Regions from separate parts of the Anas platyrhynchos genome. Here region 1 is linked to region 2. A link is a contact called in public Hi-C data. All regions are on one chromosome and are shown on one strand. Each heading gives the region's core, a stretch centred on a gene start, on an enhancer-like site or on the middle of the called end of the contact. The rest is flanking DNA. Distances are from core to core; before and after follow the strand shown. Region 1 has its middle 5.6 kb from the start of BRWD3. Region 2 holds the start of POU3F4 (POU class 3 homeobox 4).

What was found. Hi-C and Micro-C count contacts between places; a contact is called where the count stands out from the background.
Region 1: a contact with region 2 is called in a Hi-C map of liver, with 4 times the contacts expected there. The contact joins the enhancer-like site here to the promoter of POU3F4 in region 2. A contact is called at or near these places in 2 of 8 Hi-C or Micro-C datasets (liver and subcutaneous adipose tissue).

The regions. Positions count from the first base shown.
Region 1 is chr10:23,172,774-23,177,958 of IASCAAS_PekinDuck_T2T, reverse strand. No RefSeq gene overlaps it. Among named protein-coding and RNA genes, the nearest start is that of BRWD3, 5.6 kb to the left of the region's middle. Within about 2 kb of position 2,903, at least 5 of the 8 cell types and tissues checked have an H3K27ac peak or open chromatin away from gene starts, as enhancers often do. A contact at or near this core is called in subcutaneous adipose tissue, where this site is marked.
Region 2 is chr10:22,824,254-22,829,098 of IASCAAS_PekinDuck_T2T, reverse strand. POU3F4 (POU class 3 homeobox 4) reads left to right here and starts at 1,781. Exons shown (of 1, transcript XM_027465166.3): 1 at 1,781-4,845. The coding sequence starts at 2,049. The coding sequence ends at 3,290. LOC110351317 (a long non-coding RNA gene) reads right to left here and starts at 1,715. Exons shown (of 7, transcript XR_011811795.1): 1 at 1,066-1,715.

The DNA.
Region 1 (5,185 bases), core at 1,654-4,153, 350 kb before region 2:
TCCCAGTTGCTTTCTTGTTCCCTAGGGTTGCTGTGAGCACTGCGACAGATAACTCTTCCCACTTCTCCTGGGTTCCTCCCTCCAGGAGTCGCCTTTCTGGTGAGCAGTGCCCACCTCCAAGCGTAGCCTTCGTTCCCTGGGAGCTCCACAGCACTCCGCAGGCCTTGCAGCTCCGTGACTCATCTCTTTCTGGAGCCGCTGCGGCCAAGAAGCAGCATGCTGGGGAGCGATAGTAAATCTCCTGGTGAAAGCCAGGTTTATGCTAGTGCTTACTCATGTTTCTCCGGAGCAGAACGCTGGTACGTGAATGCCAACAGCAGCGCTGAGCGCTGGGGAGGAGCACGCCGACACGATGCTCTTGCAGGTGAACCACGGAGGTATCCAAATCCAGAGCTGCTTTAAGGAAGAAGCAGGATTGTAACAATTTCCTCTTTTTATTTATTTATTTTCCTGAAGAAAAAAAAATAACAATGAAAGCCTTTGAAGGATTTTGAGAGTGGAAACCTTTAGATAAACCCTCAGTTCAGGCACTGTCCCACAGAATAAAAGCAGTCCTGCACTGCCGTGGCCAAACTTGTCAAACATTGCAGGGTTCGCTCCCTCTCCCCCGTGTCTCCTGGCAAGACAGGGTGTAGATTATCACAAACTGATATCTGTAGGAAGCCTGAAGGGTGGACAACAAGTGCTGGAGGTGTACTGGGAGAGTATCACAGAGAATATCACTGCGAAAGAGGTTGTGCTGAGGTTCAAGGTGTGGGCCATGAGTGAGGTTGGTTTGGGAGATTTTCATTTCAGGCATGCAGATGCCTATTGCATACTTCCACAGCCTCACGTAGCTCTGCATTTCTGCCTTCTTATTGATATTTCATGTCACTAGTGAGGACCCTGGTTCCCCAGCACAGCATCTCTCTATATGCGTGTTACTCCGCATAAATGGTACAGACTCAAGCTGTTTATGCCTTTTGATTAATGTACCCTTCTTTACCTGAAACAAGACATCACCCTTTATTTTCCAACACTGTCCATTACACGAGTTTAGAGCTGGGTTTTTGGCTGGGTTGTTTTATGGAATTACAGAGTAATTTAGGATGGAGGAGACCTCGAAGGTCATCCACTCGCCCTCCTGCGCAGAACAGGTCTGATGCTATCGGGCTGCTCAGGGCCTTGCCCAAGGAGGGAGGATTGCACAACCTGCCCGGGCAACCCAGCCAGTTCCAGTCCCAGTCTTTGGCCGTCCTCACGCTGCAAAATCGTTTCCTTATCTGAATTTCCCATGCTCCAGCTTGGCCCTGTTGCCTCTCGTCTTAATGCTGTAGTTGTGAGTAAATGCAAGTAAACAGAGTTTAGCTCTCTTTAATTTAACCACTAAATTAAATTATCTTCCCCTTGGTCGGCTCGTAGCACCAAGTGAGTGAGTCTCTCTTTTATTTATCGTTAGACTTGCCTGATGAGTCAAAGCCAGCCCGCTGCTTTGTAGCTTCAGCATGGTGTAAAAACATACCTGATGCAGTTTTGCCCAAACTGGACAGAAATGCAGCGTGGCTGATCAGATCAGCTGAGATTAGAGCCACGCAGGAGTGCTGGATTGCACCCAGACTGTACCTTTCCTCTTCAGGAAACGTGGATGGGGATGTGTGTGTCTGAACCCTTTTGGATTTAAGGACTGCGGGAAGTTAAGCGTTTGGGGCTTTTTTTTTTTTTTTTTTTTTTGAGTATTTTTAAATCCAACTTTTTTGTATGCATTCTGCTCATCTTGGGCCTTTCATGTGCAGCCAGGTGGGACACAAGGACACCAATTGTTCCAGCGATGAAATCTGAGGTTTTCTGTAACTGATAGGAAAATAAGTGCTGGTTAGGAGCAATTTAAGAATCGGTGCTTTGAACTGCAGTGGTAAGGAAATACAGGCATTGAAAAGTCAAGACTTTAAGATGATCTCCAAATGTGATAACCTCAAAATTAAAATTTTGCATCATGGCTTGTTTATTCTAAGGAAATACAGGTGCAAAATGATAAACAAAATAGGCACATTTGCTTGAGCACAGGGGTGCTTGTGCCAGCCACCACCCTGCCTTGCTGGAGAAATCTCCAAATTTCCACACATTCATACAGGATTTTCCTGACTACAGCTGTTAAATAACACCTAAATACCTGTTGGATATTACATAAGGTCTGCTCTCGGATTATTTTTTTGTCTATTTTTAAATATTCCAGGTTGATTTCACTGCTGCACCCCCCCAGCGAGCCCTCTAGATGGTGCTCGGCACCAAGAGGCGCCTCCAACGCCATCACAGACGCAAGGCTTTGGAGGGGACGACATCGCCTTTGTTTCCAAATTCTGCTTTAAAGCAATTCCTCGTTGGGCTGCTCGTTCCTCACGGTGTCAACGTGATGCCTCTTCCACCCGAAAACCTGAAACCCCTTCGCCAGATCCCAAAGGCCGCTTGGCTGGAGGCCTCTGGCAGCCTGCACGGCCTGGCTCGGCGGCCTGGCGGCAGCCATTAGCTGGCCTTGGCTGCTCCCTGCGTGCATCCCCGCTGCGCCTGGGGGGACTTCGATTTGCACTTTCCCAAGAAATGAACCCTCTCCGAGTGTCGTGTAAACGTTCCCGTCTCTATTTTACATACCCATGGATGTCAGATTTCGGATATGGGTGAAACGCGTGTGAAAAGGGGAGACAGCCGCCCGCGTAGCTCTGAGCTCTGTAAATAGGGCAGGTAAATAATGCCAGCGCCCCGGTCAAATCCGCCACGGCACCGCTGGATCTCCACGCGACACCCGAAAGTGCCTGCAACTCGGCAAGATCTCGTAGCAGGAAAATTCCTGAGAGCTGTAGGCGACAACGCAGCTTTCGTCATCGCTGGTTTTGCATTTGCAGTCGTCTGCGCCCGTGGCGAAGGGCCCGACTCTGAGCCTCCAAAGCCAGGAGCTCGGCTTTGGCTCGGGCTCCTGGGGGACAGCGCTGCACAAAGGGCTCTCCCCCAGAAACCCCGGCGTTCCCTGCCTAACTCAGCACATCCAAATCCCGCTGGATATTTTTTAAACAAATCTTTTTTTTTTTTTTTTTCAGGGCCTGATCCTGCGTTTTCGGCTCCTCCTGCAAGCGCCGAGCAGCGGAGGCTCTCCATAGCTTTGCAGTCTGGGCACACGGCGCCTGCCTGTACGGCTGGGAATTCATCACGGCTGTCCCCGCGTAGCTGGGTATGCAAATGGCACTGCCACGGCCTCAGCCAGGCAGATAACATACACAGAGCGATGCCTCCCTGTACCCCATCCTCTTTCTCTGCTATGTTGTCAGGGGGTGTGTGTTTTAGTTCTGTTTCTCAGTTTTACAGAAGTAATAGGTATTTTTGTGAAGGGGCCACCAAACTTCATCGATTTTTTAAAAGTACTGGGGTTTTATATTGAAAAAAAAAAAAAAAAAGTATAAAGACTTTAAAAATGTTTTTTATCTGTTTATCAATATCCATAAGATGTAAACATTGTAAAGAAGCTCATTAATACCTTTATAATGGTCTTATAACAAATAGAAATTAAATATAAATTACCGCATGAGGTGATGAATTAGAAAGCCGTCTTGTACAAGTTTGCCCACAGGAGTCTGAGTTTACAACAAATTTTCAGAGCCACCAATAAAACGAATGCTCCAGTCTGATGAGGAGGAAAATGAAATGGGTTCTGTGAGTCACTTCATAGCACCACCACGATGAAACCCAAACCAAATTAAAATTTGGAGGTGCAGAGGCAGGAAGGCAAGGGGTGTACCCGCTCTCCTAACCACTCGCCACCAGACACACGTGAATAAAACAGGGAGGATCCACGGCACCCTGCATCCTGGCTGTGTGTCAGCGGGGTGCAGGAGCCCAGGGTAAGCTCCCAAAGCAGAGCCTGGCTTCAGGACGTGCTTCCTTGGGGTGCTTCAGCTCTGTACCCCGTAACTTCCTTCAGCACCTCCTCAGGTCTGTGCTGCCAGGAGCAGCAGCAGCTGTTCCCCCTTCTCCACGCTGTTCAGGACCACGTTCCCTTTCAGGCTCTTCCCAATAAGAAAGTCCTACCCTATTTAACCCCACCCTATAAGGCAGCTCTCACAGAGCACTGCTACCCCCACCTTTTCTATCCCCACCTTTTCTATCCCCACCTTTTCTAGTGCTGCCGTGGCCATTTGGAGATGGGAGGTCTGAAGCTGCACCGAGTGTCGAGGCGGGGGCACCGCGGGGCCGTCTGCTGGCACAACAACACTTGTTGTTATTTGTTCTCCATTTCCTCCCTAATAATTCTTGATGGTCTGTTTGCCTTTGACTGCCTCTGAGCATTGTGCGTAGCGTTATGAAAATGTCAGCGCAGCGATGCCAGGATCTCCTCACTGAGTTGTGTTAGGTCAGAGCCCGTTTCCACATCTTGGTAGTTAAGGGTCCATCCCTTCCATTGGCATAATTTTGCATTTATCACAGGTCAGTTTCATTTCTCCTTCTATTCCCTTAATATCAAGCCTGATCCAGACAATGGGCTGCAAACCAGAGTTAAGTGGCCAGATCTAACTCTGTATTTGAGTGCTTCTCTAGAAGTGCTTCTCCTGGTCAGTGCTATTCCATCCTGGAATTTTGTAGCCCTTGATTTTATTTATTTGGCTTAAAGCCTTGTTTCCAGATCTTCAGTCTGGGGCATTTTCTCAGTTTTACCCCTTGTAAAGAAAGGCTTTGACATGGAAATCGCCATCAATTCCTCTGCAGAGAACAGCGACCTACACACTTCACTTAGATCTTGGACTTCCATCATTTAGTGGATGTGTACATTCTCCAACAGCCTCCCAGCTTCTGATCTTTGGAAATGTTCTCTTTTATTTTTATTTTTATTTTTATTTTGGCCTTAAATAATTAGGGCTTTAGATGCAGCTTGCTAGAATCTGTGTTTTCTCTGCCATCTCCATTTGAAGATGACTCACAGTTACAGGAGGTCCCTTAAAGCTTTTCTTGATAGAAAGAATAATTTAATTTAATCTCTGTTAAGTGTTTTTCAACACCTGCAAGTACATGCCCTTTTGGCTGTTCCCTTCCCTCTCCTTTACACCAGTAAAGAAAGCTTTTCTTTTGGGTGTATGAAGCCCATGAGTTTTGTACGGCTGAGTGATGTTCTAGATGAAGGCTAACCTGGAAAACCAGCGTTTGGGAGGTGAAGATGCAAAAGGCA
Region 2 (4,845 bases), core at 532-3,031:
AGGCTCTTTTATTCTGCATGGGGCAGGGGATTTGTGGCCATGGTCCCCCTTTTATTCCTCTCTCTATGGAAACCCAGATCATGGGGAGAAATATGCGAGGCTGAATAAAGAAAAGCAGCAGAAAGGACCGCTTGAGAGCGGCATCTGTTACACTTGGGAAGTTAGACTGACAGGAAAGAGCTAAAGAAACCCTCTCCAGCAGATTAGTTAGAACAGCAAGAAGATTTAACTATATGCAGATAAAAACACTTTAAAATACGGCGGGCTCGCCCACGGGCGAGGTGCGAGCCCCTCGGCCGGGAGCGGAGCGCTGCCTTGCCCCGGTACAGCCAGCCCTGCGGCTCCGTGCCCTGCCAGGCACCGCCGGGACCGAGCGGCGGCTCCGCGCATCTCTTTCCACGGGCAACGGGATTTGAAAAATTGTTTCGGAAGTTCAAGTGCAAATTAATTTTAAATAATTTAGTTACGTTTTTATACAGCCTGGATTTTTTTTTTCTTTCCTTTCTTTCCTTTTTTTTTTTTTTTTTTTTTTCCGCGGGGTGATATTTATTTCGCGAAGCTCGTGCAGGCGGAGAGAGGGCGGGGGGGGGAGGGATGGAAAAAAAAAAAAAAAAATAGAAGAGGCGAGCAGAAAGCCGCGGAGCGCCCATAGAGCTCCGTGGGTGCCCTCCCCGCCGTGCCCAGCGCCTCCGGCGGGCCGGGCTCGGCCGGGCTGGGCTCGGAGCCCCTCTCGCAGGGCCATTTGTCACCCCTGACCTCCCGGCTGACCCCTCCCGCAGCACTCCGAGCGCCTCCCGGCTACCTGCAAACTTTTCTCCGAGCCACCTCGGGCCCGCCGAGGGGACGCGGCCGGCAGCGGGCGGCCCGGGAGCGGCGGCGGAGACCCCCCCCCGGCCCCGGCCCCTCCTCCCCCGGGCCCCGGTGCCCCCCTCCCGGCCCCGGAGCCCCCCCCCCCCGGCCCCGGAGCTGCCCCGGCCGCGGCGTGCCCGAGCCCCGGGGCTCGCTGCCCGCTGCGGGGCCGGGAGCGGCGGTGCCCGGCTGCGGAGGAAGCGGAGGAGCGCTCACCTTGGGTCTAGCTATTTGCTTGACTTTTTTTTTTTTTTTTCCTTCAGATCTGTCTTCCCAGAGAAACTAATGCCTTAATGACTTTCGGCTAGCTGCAAGCCTTCTTTTATTTCTGCTAAATATATGAAAATGTATGCAAATTTAAATCAAGCTTAACCTAGGAGCTCTTGCAATATATTTAATGGAATTTCAAACCAATAAGGGAACTCCGATGCAGCCCTCTGCAAGTGCAAACACAATTACGCAGCCAGGCTACCTCCGCGATTATGCAGGGAGAGGGCAGCCGCTAACTCCGGAGCCGGCCCGAGGTGCGGGGCCGGGGGGTGGGGGGGTTGCAGCGGGGCTCGGTGCCCCCCGGCAGCCCCGGGGCTGGGCAGGGGGCGCGGAGTTTCGCGGCCGCAGCGCTCGGGCAGCGCCTTTTGGGGCGATTTGGGGCTTTTTTCGTTGTTTGGGGACAACGGGCCGGGGAGGGGGGCGCGGGGCGGCCCGGGGGCAGCGCGGGGCGGGCACGGAGCGGGCACGGGGCGGGCAGCGGAGGGGTGCGGGGGGAGGTGGGGGGGGTACGGGGGGCACGGGGCCGGGCTTCTCCGGGGTGGTCCCGCCGCGCTGCCGCCGCTTAACCTGTGCGCCGCGCTGCCGGGCGCTAATGGCTCCGCATTTAAGCCGTGCCCCGCGCCCACCCCCCCCCCTCCCGGCTCCCCCCTTCCCCCCCCCCCCCCCTTCCAGCCCGCCCGCGGGGCGCAGCGCGGAAGGAGTTAAGCGGCGGGGCCGCGGCGCGGCCGCCCCCCGCAGCACGGCGGAGTGATTCACTTCCTGGCCGCGGCCCGCGCGGCTCCCCCTTCGCCCCGCCCCTCGGCGCCTCGCCCCGCCCCTTCTGAACGCCCATTGGCCCGCTCCGCGCGGGCCCGGCGGCGGCGCGCCCCCATTGGGCGGCGCGGCCGCCAGTCGCGTTGCGGCCGCTGCCCGGGCCGCCGTGCCGGTGGATGTCAAAGGCTGCGGCGGCGGCGGCGGCTCAGTATAACTCGTGGGGCTGCGCGGCGGCCATGGCCACAGCCGCCTCCAACCCCTACAGCCTGCTGGGCGCCGGCGCGCTCGGCCCCGCCGACGGCGCGGGCATGCAGCAGGGCGGCGCGTTCCGCGGCCCGCAGAAGCTGCTGCAGGGCGAGTACCTGCAGGGCGTCCCCGGCGGCGGCGGCGGCGGCGGCGGCGGTGGAGGCGGCGGCGGGGGGCACCCGCTGGGGCACCACTGGGTGACGGGCCTGGGAGACGCCGGGGCCTGGCCCGCCGCCGCGCTGGCCGGGGGCCCGCTGGAGCAGCCCGACGTGAAGCCGGGCCGCGAGGACCTGCAGCTGGGCGCCGTGGCTCACCACCGCTCGCCCCACGTCGCGCACCACTCGCCCCACGCCACGCACCCCGGCGCCTGGGGGGCCAGCCCCGCGCACAGCGCCGCGCTGGGCCCCGCCGCGCAGCCCCTGGGCGCCTACCCGCAGGCCGGCTTCGCGGTGGGCGGCATGCTGGAGCACGGCGGCCTCACCCCGCCGCCCACCGCCGCCGCCGCAGCCGCCGCAGCCGCCGCCGCCGCCGCCGCCGCCGCCGCCGCGCAGGGCTTGCACCCCGGGCTGCGCGACGGCGGCGAGCACGGGGAGCTGGGCGGGCACCACTGCCAGGACCACTCGGACGAGGAGACGCCGACGTCGGACGAGCTGGAGCAGTTCGCCAAGCAGTTCAAGCAGCGCCGCATCAAGCTGGGCTTCACCCAGGCCGACGTGGGGCTGGCGCTGGGGACGCTGTACGGCAACGTCTTCTCGCAGACCACCATCTGCCGCTTCGAGGCCCTGCAGCTCAGCTTCAAGAACATGTGCAAGCTGAAGCCGCTGCTGAACAAGTGGCTGGAGGAGGCCGACTCCTCCACCGGCAGCCCCACCAGCATCGACAAGATCGCGGCGCAGGGCAGGAAGAGGAAGAAGCGCACCTCCATCGAGGTGAGTGTCAAGGGCGTGCTGGAGACGCACTTCCTCAAGTGCCCCAAGCCGGCCGCCCAGGAGATCTCCTCGCTGGCCGACAGCCTGCAGCTGGAGAAGGAGGTGGTGCGGGTCTGGTTCTGCAACCGGCGGCAGAAGGAGAAGCGCATGACGCCGCCGGGCGAGCAGCAGCAGCAGCAGCAGCAGCAGCACGACGTCTACTCGCACGGCGTCAAAACGGACACGGCCTGCCACGACCTCTGACCGGGGCTTAGCCGGGCGGCGGCCCCGCGGGCTCGGACCTGTGCACGCCGGGGGGAGCCGGCAGCGGCCCCCGCTGCCCTGCGGCCCCCCTCCTGCTCCCCCTGCCTTCCCCATCACCCCCTCCTCCTGCCCTCCTCGCCCCGTCCCTCCCCTCCTCGCCCCCCGCGGGCCGGAGCCGCGGCGGGGACCCGCGGACAAGGCTCGCTCTCGGTCCCCGCCGGGACGAAGGGGGAAAATAAATAAATAATAATTAAAAACAAACAAACAAAAATAAAAAACAACGAACTGCAAACGGAAAGGAAAAGAACGCGAAAACCGGAGGGAAAAAAAAAAAAAAAAGCGAAAACCCGACGACGAAAAAGGAAAGACAGATGTGTGCCTATGAATAACCTTCCAGCGCCTTGGTTATATCAGCTGTATTTCAGGTGAATCTGTTTTACAATAGACTAGTTTTGCATTTTTAAAGACTTCTATAGCGTTTTTAAATGTCTGAGGTGTTTTACTACAAACTGTACACAATATTTGTGACCTAATTTCTATCGGATCGAGCAGCCCAACCTTCCTCCCTTCCCCGCGCGCTGCCAATGTCACCGGGCGGGGACGGGACGGGGCAGGGCGGCCGCGGCCCTTCCTCCCCCCCCGTGCCCGTGCCCGTGCCCGGGCCCCCCCTCAGCAGCCGGGGGCTCCCCTCGGCGCCCCGGGGGCAAGGACATCGCCTCCGCGCCCGCGGAGCCCCGAGACGGGGCTGGTTGGGTGCAGCTCTTCCTTCCCTGCCTTCCCGAGGACCTCCGAGCACCGCCAGACGGGCGGGTCGCCATCCCGCCTCCCCCCCCCCTCCCTTTTCCCCCTTTCTCCCAGGGAACAAAACAAAACAAAACAAAATTAAACCAAACGAAACGATGCTAACGGTAATTTCCGAGGGAGCCGAAATTAAAGCAGCACAAACAAAATCGCGGCATTGGCCGGTCCTTTTCTCTCCGAAGATGAGCTGGGCTTGTTTTGAGCGGCGCCAGGCTGAGAGGTCTGTAGTAAAACACCTTCGTAATTCTGCGCTTCGGCTTCGGAAATCAGTTTCTCTGTATTTTGTTTCGGTAGTGGAGAGGAATGAGGTGTCTCATCGATTTCGGGGGGGAGGAGGGTGGGAGGGAGGGGGACAGAAACCGCCCGCATTCGGTTCACGCTGAGCTTGTTTCCGCGTCACAGGGAGCTGCTGGATTTGGTGGAGAGCTTTCAGAAATATACCTAGAAAGAGAGAACAGGGAGAAAAACGAACGAACAAAGCAAAAGTCAACGCTAACGACCTAACCCATTTTTTTTTTCGGCACAGGGAAGCGCGGAGCTGTACCCGTCCCCCCCCCCCCGACCCCGTCCTTCCCTCCCCTAGCCCGGGTGCGCAGCGCTCCGCCACGGGCACGGCCGGGCCGGGCCCCGCGCAGCGGCTCCGCGGGGCTGCGCTGCGCTGCGCGGGGCCTGCGCGCCTCGCCCGGCCGGGGGCTGCCGGGCCGGGCCGGGCCCCCCCTCCCCTTATAGCCCCCATTCCCCTTCCCCGGCTGTC